Regions from separate parts of the Ovis aries genome. Here region 1 is linked to region 2. Evidence: chromatin contacts called from public Hi-C data. All regions are on one chromosome and are shown on one strand. Each heading gives the region's core, a stretch centred on a gene start, on an enhancer-like site or on the middle of the called end of the contact. The rest is flanking DNA. Distances are from core to core; before and after follow the strand shown.

Region 1 (4,892 bases), core at 939-3,438, 710 kb after region 2:
TTCAAAATTACATTGATTAATGGACATGACAACGAATTTATTTCTTAGCATTTAAAAAAATGAAGAACATCTCTTGAAATTTTGATGAAATTGATTTTTTCCAAAGGAATCTCCTGCAGAGTCGTTTTAATGTAACCATTAATTGAACTTTAAACTTTCAAAAGATGTGAATATAGCATTATCCTTGTTAAATAACTTGAGAAATTTAATTTTGGTAAACATTGCGTGTTCAGAAGATTTAGTCAGAAACTGTATTTCACATCTGAGGGCAAGCATTTTGAAGATGAGATACTTTAGAGGAAAATTTTACTTTGATAGTGGTTTGTCAAAGGTTTAAAATCTTGAATTTTAAATTGTTTAGAAAGTGTCTCCCGACTTTTTTCTTACATCTTTCTCAAGCTTGGATACTTCTTTCTTGCGTTTTATCCTAAAAACGAGCCATGATATACATCTTTCAGGACTTAGTAGGAAAACTTAAAGATGCTTCGAAAAGCCTGGAAAGAGCAAGTCAGTTGTAACTTGGGAAAGTTAACGATCTGCCCGGATCTAGTGGAAGACCAGGAACGTCTTGCCGTCCGCTGAACTATCATTTCTGCGAGTTGGATGTCTTCCTTTTCAGAAGAGATTTTTTTCTTTTGGATTTCTGTCCCTCATAAGTTTTGACACTTTATTTTTTTATACCTGTGGAAGGGTTAAGAGGGAATTTCTGCCTAAGTATTTGAATTTTTAGTATTATCCGTACATTTGATCCCATTTGATCTTTTCCACGTCTTCCAAAAGGAAGTAGACAGTATTACATTCTGAATAAATTAAGTTGTTCCCACAAAAAGAGTGGTGAGAGTTTCTGGATTTGAGTTTGTTAATTATTACTTTGAAGACATAGACACGATTGGCGTTAACTTTTAACGATCTCCTCTCCTCAGGATTAAAGTTAAACACACTGAAAAGGATGCGATCTCCGGGGTTGCTTGAAGACCCCAGCTTCGGGACGTGGGGAGCGGGCGCGGTCGCCCAGCGGCGGGAGCCCGTCCGTTCCGTTAACTGCGCCCGAAGGCTCGCCCGCTGCCCGACCCTCGCCCGCGGGGCTCCCGAGGCCCTGCAGGGCCGGCCCCGCGCAGAGCCCCTGCCCGGAGCGAGCGGCTGCCCGCGCGCGCCCCGCCTCGGCCACTGGCGGGCGGGAAAGGGGGCCGGCGCGGCCGCGGGAAGACTGGGGCGGGCGCTGTTGTTTCCGCGAGCCCAACTCGGGCGCAGGTTCCGCGACGCGGCGCCGGAGTCTGGGCCGCAGCCCGTGGGGCCGAGCGGGGGCTGTCGGCCGGCGGTCTCCTCGCGGACATGTGTGCCGCGGGCGGAGACGGACCACGGAAAGAAAGAAATAACGGGGGTTGGGGTGGGCTGAGCTGCGTGCGGGGCCGGAGCGATGCCCGCGCCGAGAGCAGGGTGGCGCGTGTGGCGCTGTGGAGAAATGTCTCCGCAGCCGCGCCAGCGCCGCCGCCGCGCCGAGCGAGGAGGAGGAGGGGGCCGGGTCGCGCTACTCCGAGGGGAGGGGGCGGCCGCGGGCCCGACTACACCGACACTAATTCCCAGGCCGCCCTTAAGGAATGAGGGGAGCACGTGACCCGGTGGGGGGGCGGCGGGGGGAGGGGGCGGGCGGACTCTGAGCCATTTTGGAGCCGGTGTCAGTTTCCACTCTGCCTTCAGCGGTGCATTTTTTTTTTCCACCCTCCCCTCCCCCGTCCTCAGCCTTCCTCCCCTCCCCCCGCCTCTCCGCACGCACACACACGGCGCCCCCCACCCGCCCTCCTCCCCCACAACGGCAACTATGAAATAATAATCGTAGTATTAAAGGCAGAGATCGGGGCGAGACAATGGGGATGTTGGCGAGGGAGCCCCGATCCGGATTAGAAACACCTCCTAGCCCCGCAGAATAATACTGATCGCGCCCCCTCCGCGCGCTCCCTCCCCCGAGTGCGGAGCGGGAGGAGGCGGCGGCGGCGGCCGAGGAGGAGGAGGAGGCCCAGGAGGAGGAGGCGTTGGAGGCCAAGGAGGAGGAGGAGGAGGCCGCGGAGGAGGAGGAGGCCGAGGCGGAGGAGGAGGAGGAGGAGGCCGGGCTCGGGAGGCAGCATGAGCCGAGCGCGGCGGCCGCCGCTCCTCTCGGCTGCGCTCGTTGCCCATTGACAGCGGCGTCTGCAGCTCGCTTCAAGATGGCCGCTTGGCTCACATTCATTTTCTGCTGAACGACTTTTAACTTTCATTGTCTTTTCCGCCCGCTTCGATCGCCTCTCGCCGGCTGCTTTTTCCGGGTACGTAGGAGGCGAGGCGCCTCCGGGACGGGGCCTGGGGGCGGCGGGGGCCGCGCGGGACTCAGGCCGGCCGCGGGTGGACGGGGAACGGCCCCCCCCCACCGCGCCTCGCCCGCGCCGGCCGGGAGGGCGCTGACAGCGTGGGCGCCGAACCCCGCTCCGCCGCCCGCCGCCGCCCGCCGGCCCCGCGCGCCGCCCGGCCCCGCGCGCCGCCCGCGCCCGCGAGCGCGCGCCCGCCGCCGCCCGCCGACTCCCGCGGCGCCGGGACCGACCCGCAGCCCGCGCCGCGCCGCCGCCGCCAGCCGGCCTCGGCGCCGCTCCAGCCGCCGCCCGCTCCAGCCCGGACGCGCCGCGCGCGGCCCCACGTTTTAGTTCCTTTCTCCCCCGAGCGCCCCTCTACACCCTCGCGACGCACATGGCCCCCGAGAAGAATACTTCTATTTGCAGCCTCTGCGGCTCTCCCGGCCACGGCGCCCTTTGTTGAGAGGTAGATTTTGATGAAACGGGGACGGGTGCCTGAAATCGGGAGCTGCTTGGGTCAAGTGGCTTCCCTCCTCTCCCGAAGAAAGGGCTTTGGAGGGGTTTAAACAGCCAGAGAACGCCCCCATTTTATAGGGACGGGTTGCTTGGGGGGCCGCGATCCCGCCAAGGTGGATGTTAGGCTGAAAGGAGCCCGAACAAAAATGTTATTAACTTAAGTTGGAGGGACACTTGGGTGAATTTAGATGGCTTGTAAGATGGCGGTTCCCAGTTGTTTCCAAGGTCTCCTGCGTTTGTGTTTAAAATGGTAAAGTTTTCTAGGTGTTATTTGTTGAGAGTTTCGGATAAGTTCTGCAAATATTACTTGGGAGGTGCTCAATGGGAAGTGGGCATTTCAAATTTGGAGCTTTTTTTGGAGTAATGATGGTGAGTGGACGTTAGTCTTGCAAGAGGTTTCCTCTTTTTCCTTTTTCTTTTTCCCCCCGTCTCAGAGACTACAGTTTTGTGTTGGTTTTTTTTTTTCTCTTTTTTCCACCTCTAGTATGGGATGCACTTAGAACCATGACTTAAGTCTACAACGTTTTATAGGTTTTACTAAATGTCAGCATAGGTCATGTGGTGAAGAGATGCTTTGGAGAAAGGAGCACTAAAAAGTTGATGGCATATGTTTATGCAGTCTTTTGGGTTTGACAGCCATGTAGCACGATCATTTTCCTAGAGATTTACAGTTAATAATTGGAAGTAAACAGGTATAGAGACTTTGATCATTCCCAATTGCAATAAAAGGATTTAGTGGGCTTAGTGGTCACGGTTCAGTATCTGAAATAGAAGCGTGTATTAATCCCTTCCCAGAAAGTAGGCAAAATCCTGGGCATATTTATTCAAATACAAATGCAGGTTGGTGATGCCTAGAATGTTATGTGTACTTCAACTTATGTTTTATAGAAACCTTAACCCCCATGTTCTGGAAACATAAGCCACACTATAGTCTAGAAGCTTAAGGATGCCAATTGTTAACAGCATATGCTAACTTAAGACTATATTAACATTTGAGTTTTTTTTAAGTAGATTCCTTTGAGGTTGATTTTATGAGCAAATTTATAAATTTTTAAATAATTAAGTTAATTTCCATACATCTGCACCAAAGTGCAGGTTTGAAATAACCTCCCTGTATAAGCTTACACCTAGTAACAGTATCTTTAAAGCCATTAAGCCGCTGTGTATGCGTGTGTGTGTTTGTATACACATACACACACGCTTCTGTAAGAAAATTGAGCATTTAGTTGTACTTAAGCCCATTAATGCTCTACCATTAAGTTTTTGGATGTGCATTCAGTGCCCCTAAAAGGTGAAATTCTCCCTAGGAGTCAGGTTAACCCCAACTTTACCCATACTTGTATTGGGCTGGGAGCCCCAACTGGGGTTATGGAGTTCATTTGCATTTCTTAGACTGCAATAGTCAAGCTGATTGTTAACATAAGAACTTGCTTCTGTTTTCCTTCATTTTGACATGACTGGTGTTAGGCCTCCAACTAAACTGACTGCCCCAACTAAACTGAGTGCCCCAACTAAGTATGTTATAATGGCAAGTTTTAACTATTGAGTATTTTTCCATAGTATGTTTGGTGCCTTTTTGCTTGCTTAACTGGCAGTTTCTGTGGTGGAACCTAGAAGGTTTTCCTTTCTAAGGTGCAAGAGATTGTTTCTGAAACTCTTATCAAACATGTCAGATGTTTTGGAAGTCTTTATTAGGCTGCCAGTGCTTTCAAGTGGTATAAAAAGATAAAGAACTGATTCTTACACAAGTAACAAAGTGATACTTACTAGCACTATAAATGGTTATAGGGTTGTGGCCAAATTCTTCTGAATTGAAGTAAAGGAGTTGTGTGAATTAAGACTTAAGATGAATTTGAAAGGGTTTTGGTCAAGTACGTGAGACTTAAATCTGACTGTTTTCTGTCTTAATATTTGTGTTTGTCTGGTGTTGGTTTTATATAGAGGAAAAATTAAGGCAGCTGTTTTTATTAATGCCCCTTGCTGAACTTCAGGGTTCTGTGGCATTAGCATGATGTGCTTTCACATGGAGACAGAAGTATCACCTTGCTAACTATA
Region 2 (5,232 bases), core at 1,801-4,300:
GGTGGACAAGATTTTATACAGGTGAGCCATGGGCAACTCTTCAGATAACACATATTGCAAGCCAAAAAGCAGTTATAAATGTGGGAGACAAGAAGGTTATAGATTGCGTCAAATTAGAGTATGGTACAAATCACTTTCATGATGTAAGAAATGGTTAGGCCATAATCTTCCTGCTCTCCTCATCTCAAGGGCTGTGGGGGACCCTAGTGATCACGGAAGGAATGGGGTGGGAGAGAGTAAAGAGAGAGCGGAGGAAGGCTGGGAGGGAAAAAAAGAAAGGAGCAAGACCTGATCTGAACGTACAGGCACATTCCCTTATCTTTTCTGCTATCAGCCAGTTTAAAGGACACCATAATTATGATAGTGATAAAACAATGCCTGCTTATGTGTGCTGAATAAATAAAGAATGTTTACAGCTCAAGAATCTTTTAATTCCAATTAAATGCTATCAAAGAAAAACCACTTTTCCTACTGCAACTGCCTTTCCCCCAATTATCTTGTTTTGTTGCAATATTTTCCTACGAGACACCAGGGCCTCTTACAATTGATCGTGAATGTAGGGAAAAAAATCTGAGAAAGTATAGAGTTCTGTGTTGGTGTATTCAATAACCCACAAACCTCAAGATCCACAGTTTATTTGGGATACCCCGATATTTGTTTATTTCCTATTTCCCATCAGAGAGAGCCAAACATGTAGGAACTGAAGTGATGACATTCAGTGTTGAGGCCTACCTATGGGCTGCTTAAGCCACACTGAAATTCTGAGCACCCTAGAGGGGAGAAGGGAAAGATCCGCATGTGAAGCCTGATGGTCTCTGGAAAGGGAATCCTCTGGTTCTGTTCCCCTGGCTTCAGCCCAGATTCTTCTAGGAGCACTGGAGCCAATCACTGTCTTCCACTGCTACAGCTACTGGGTGCACACAAAAAAGCGGGAGATCAAAAAACTCCAAGTTCGCATTTATGGATACACAAGGATCATTTCGTATTCATGACTTCAACAAATCACATTATAATCAGATTTTAAACAAGGTTTGGGGAGTAATGCCCACCAGGCTGGACACTAAACACTAACACGTATCACATGCTAGCCAGGAAAGTCACTTGTTAAATATTGGAATCATAGGGTGAAAATTGTCTTTCAACTTTGAAAAGCTCACTTTTTGCTTTAAAGGCCAGTTTTTACACAAATTCATTTCAAGCAAAGTGCCTCTTTTTAAGCCATTCCAAAACACTATAATACAAATCTCTGCTTGCTTCCTTTCTCAGTTCCAGTAGTGTTTTGAAAAAAACACATGGCATAACAAACATTATGGAAAACCCACTCCTTCCGTTAAATGTCCTTACGAACCTGCCTTTTTACTCCCTCTGTCTAAGCAGCGCATTGCTAAGTAGAAACTTAAATAACAACAACAAAAAACACACACACATACATTTTCCTCAAATATCTAGTATTTCTTGGCATATTCTTTTGGTGATGTGGTACAAAAATACAGTGGTAAACATTTTCAGAGGATACCTAAATTCCCTGGATGCTTGCGGACCCCTTTTCTTTTGAAAGTTTAGAGCTTCCAATACCCTCAATTCTACTGGCAGAATTAGGATGGACTTAGAGGGTCCTAAACGTGACCGATTCACTAAGGCGGGGGGCTACAGCTTGCAGCAACGTGCTCGGCAACTTAATCCTACGCTAAAAGAGGGCAGAGAGAGAAAAAGAATGGAATACAAACTCTCCCGACATTCGTAGTTACTTTCAAGGTGGATTGTGTATTTTCAGGCTGATGGGAACGTCTGGTTTGGGGAGCAAAAAGAAGAGAAGGTAAGTGTTTGTCCTTGTATCAACCAGTTCCTAGAGAAACAATGAAAGAACAAAGGGAACCACTTCTCCATCTGAACATTTTCTGAATCTCCCTCTGTTTCAAGCCAAAAAGCTTGCGAGGGGATTCGCTTTACTCTACCGTAAGCAGTTGTTGCCAGGCTTGCTGAGCTAAGAGAGAGAGAAAAGTTGAGCGGCAGTGTAAATATAGACTAAATAATAATAATAAAGACTTGCTGTAGCTATCTCCAGAGCTCCAGCCCCAGCAACTTTAGAAGTTGCTAAATGCAAGAAGGGAAAGCCCAAGAAAGAAGCTTTACATTACAGATTTCAAACTCAGTCATTTAAATAGCCTTACTTGCTTTTTGAAAGGATTTCTGCGCACAAAATGTGAAGGTTACTGTCTATGGGGAAAGAGCGGCGTACTGTTCAGGTCGATAAATGTTCTCTATTTCTATGTGGAAAATAATTTTGTTCAAAGGAAAGGGGATTCAAGTATTGACGCTACTGTTTGCTGATAGAAGAAATGGCAGCAGTGGTTGGGAAAGGAGAGTCGTATATAAATGTATTTGCTTTGGGGTACAATGGTTATTGGCAAGTCGGCCTTTGTGGGTCTGTGTGGCTGAATGAGTAAGTGACCGAGTGCCATCGGCATTATATAAACGGATCGGTGTGTGGGGGGAGCCCCCAAAGCCGGCGAGCACGTGAAACACACATTTTTTTACTGCCCCCCCCCCCAGCGGCGACGAAGCCCCCCTCCACGCCACCCCCAAATCCGTATATTACCTGCCCAGTTACAGTGACACATGTTTATGTTTATAGTCCTGGTTTGTAGTAGTGTCAAGAGCCGCAGCAAGAGGAGGGGGAGGAGAGAGGAGAGGGAGGAGTAAATGCAACCACCCCCACTTGTTGTTAAAGCAAATTTACTGCGTTATTGCAAGGCCGGTACGGGGGGCTGGGAAGTGAGTTGAGAGGAAGGGTAGAGTTGGGTAGTGTGTTGGTGGTGGAAGGAGGGGGTGGGGTGGGGTTAGGAGATCCGGGATGGAGCTCCTCTCTCCAGCGGCCCGGGAAAAGCAGCTCGGTCAATAGGGGAGCATGCTGGCGCGGTCGAAAACAAAAAGGTTCCTCCTGCTCGCTGCGTTCACGTGGGGGGCTCTGCAAGCGGGGCTCCAGGGCCCTGACCTCTGACCCTGGCTCCTCTCCGCGCTCTCCCGGTGCCGCGCGGCCACTTTTTACCCAGGATCCCTCGCGCCGGTCGCGCTCGTGCCGAGCTCGAGTCCTTCTTAATCCTCCATTCCCCGATTCCATCCCCTCCCCTTCCCCTACGCCCCCCCGCCCCGCCCCGCCGCCAGCCCCGGGGGAGGATTCTCCGGCAGGGAACCCCCGCCCCACCCCCACCCCGAGAGCCCGGGCCGAGGCGACCGCAGTCGGGCCGGGTGGGGCGGGGAGTGGAGAACCGGCCTCCCCTGCCGGGCCGGGCCTGCGGGGGAGGAGAGGGGAGGGGAGGAAAGAAGAAGGCGGGGGAGGGGACCCGAAAGGAGGGGGCGCGGCGGCCCGGCCCCGCTGCCCTGCCGCGGCCTGGACCTGTTGACTGCTATTGGTCCGACTCGTCCTGCGCTCTCTCCCAGGCCGCCGCAGCCCCGGTCCTTCCGCGGAAACGTGGGGAGGAAATAAGGATGGCTGTTCTCTCCGCCTCCCTCCAACTTTAGTTTTTTTTTTCTTAGGGGATGAGAAAGCAAAGTAATCTCATCCGCTGCTCCATCCTGTCTCATAAAGTCCTGTCATGCGCGGGCCCGCCGCCCTCCCGGCTCCGGCTATTTAAAACCTCTCTCTTCCTCAGACCAGCTCCCCTGCCCGGAGCCCTCGACGCCCCCGCTGCGCTCCCCCCTGCCCGGTCTGGCTTCTTCTCCAACGAATTGTGTTGCTTCTTCCCAAGAAGCTCCCTCGTCCACGTTCCACTTTTTTACCGTCCCGGGAGGCGTAAGATAAAACCTCTGGTTTGCTGCATGCCGCCGGACACATTCTCTGCCCTCTCGTCAAAATGTACTTGATGGAGAGTATAAAATAACAATATTTAAAGGAGGAAATAAAAAGGGGCGAATTCTTTTGCCTGGGTAGACGACATAAATGCATTAAAAATTTTTTTTTAAGAGAAATGTATTTCGAGTTAAAGGTTTTATGGGATTTGCTGTAGTTCCTTCTAGATTTTTGGATTTCCTGGGGGGATCTTTTCCAGAAGGAAACAGCAAATTAAAATTAAGGTGGAAGTGAGCCATCTCAACCACTTCTGAAAATAAAGGCGAAATTGAGAAAATATATCCAGGAAATAGCGGGAAGGCGGCCGCAGCGAAAACTGGAGTCGCCGAAGGCAGCGCCTCGGTGTCGCAGTCGGAAGAAGGAGGGCCAGCCCAGGGCCGGGAAGCAGGCGCGCGGCGGCGGCGGGGAGAGCGGCGAGCCGGCCCGGGCCGCGGCGCTTGGGAGGAAGGCTGCGCCGGCAGTGCGAGCGCGAAACCGCGGGCGGGGAGGGCCGAGGTGGGCGGGGGCCGGGCGCGCGACCGGCGCCGCCGATGAAGCTGGAGTCGGGCTCCGGTCGCCCGGCCGCCCCCATTGTTCGGCCGCAGCGCAGCAGTTCGCCAAGCGCGTCCTTCCCGGGGGAGGGGTCCCGAGATCGGACTCTGCCCCCACCCCCAGCTCCCCGAACTGCAAAAGGCTCGGGCCGGGTCGGGTCGGCAAGTTTTATGATCAGTGTCGGCTGGCCAGGGGTTCCCAACTCCAGACCGCGTAGGAAGGAGGCTTTACAACGTGCCGCTAAATTGGAGGAAGCTGGGCAAGCCTGAGACTCCACACGAAAAGAGGGAAAGCAGCATAGATATATTTGTAAAGTGATGGCTAGATAGAGACAAAAGTGGGCAAAAAAATTTTTTTTCTGGATCCAGAGAGTTAGAGCCTATGATATCCTATTTTAAATCTCTTTAAATGTATGGATTCAAAAATGAATGTCGGGGTTCAAAGGAGTTCGGAAAAGCACGTTTCGCTGTTACTATTCAGTTCTTTGTTGTATATAAGGAGTTTAGTTTTAAAAGGCTGGGTTGAGCTACCCCTAACAAAAACAGGCTTGGATTCTTAACGTGAAGTGCATTTTCAAAATAACACTGAAATTCATAAAGGAAAAACGTGTCATTTGCTTTTATAACACGTTTTAGAAAGAACTGAGAGACACCTACGAAACTCTGCCTGTTTTCCTTTGTGAGGCATGTGGAAAAAATATTTCTGGCAAGCGTCACAGTTTTAAAAAATGAAGATTTCCAACAAGTGATCGCAAGTCTTGAAGACAAGAGTAAAGTTATCGTGCTTGAAAACTCATGAAGAAATAATTTCAATTCTTTTGCTCAAACCTAGCTAGGGCCAGAGAGTAATCT

The links. Hi-C and Micro-C count contacts between places; a contact is called where the count stands out from the background.
Region 1: a contact with region 2 is called in a Hi-C map of hypothalamus, with 2.3 times the contacts expected there. The contact joins the promoter of BMI1 here to the promoter of SKIDA1 in region 2. A contact is called at or near these places in 6 of 16 Hi-C or Micro-C datasets (blood, hypothalamus, liver and 2 more).

What each region holds. Positions count from the first base shown.
Region 1 is chr13:22,842,433-22,847,324 of ARS-UI_Ramb_v3.0, forward strand. It overlaps BMI1 (BMI1 proto-oncogene, polycomb ring finger), which reads left to right and starts at 2,189. Exons shown (of 10, transcript XM_027976604.2): 1 at 2,189-2,300. COMMD3 (COMM domain containing 3) reads left to right here. Exons shown (of 8, transcript XM_004014219.6): 8 at 459-829. The coding sequence ends at 518.
Region 2 is chr13:22,136,443-22,141,674 of ARS-UI_Ramb_v3.0, forward strand. It overlaps SKIDA1 (SKI/DACH domain containing 1), which reads right to left and starts at 3,051. Exons shown (of 5, transcript XM_060397323.1): 1 at 2,600-3,051; 2 at 733-907.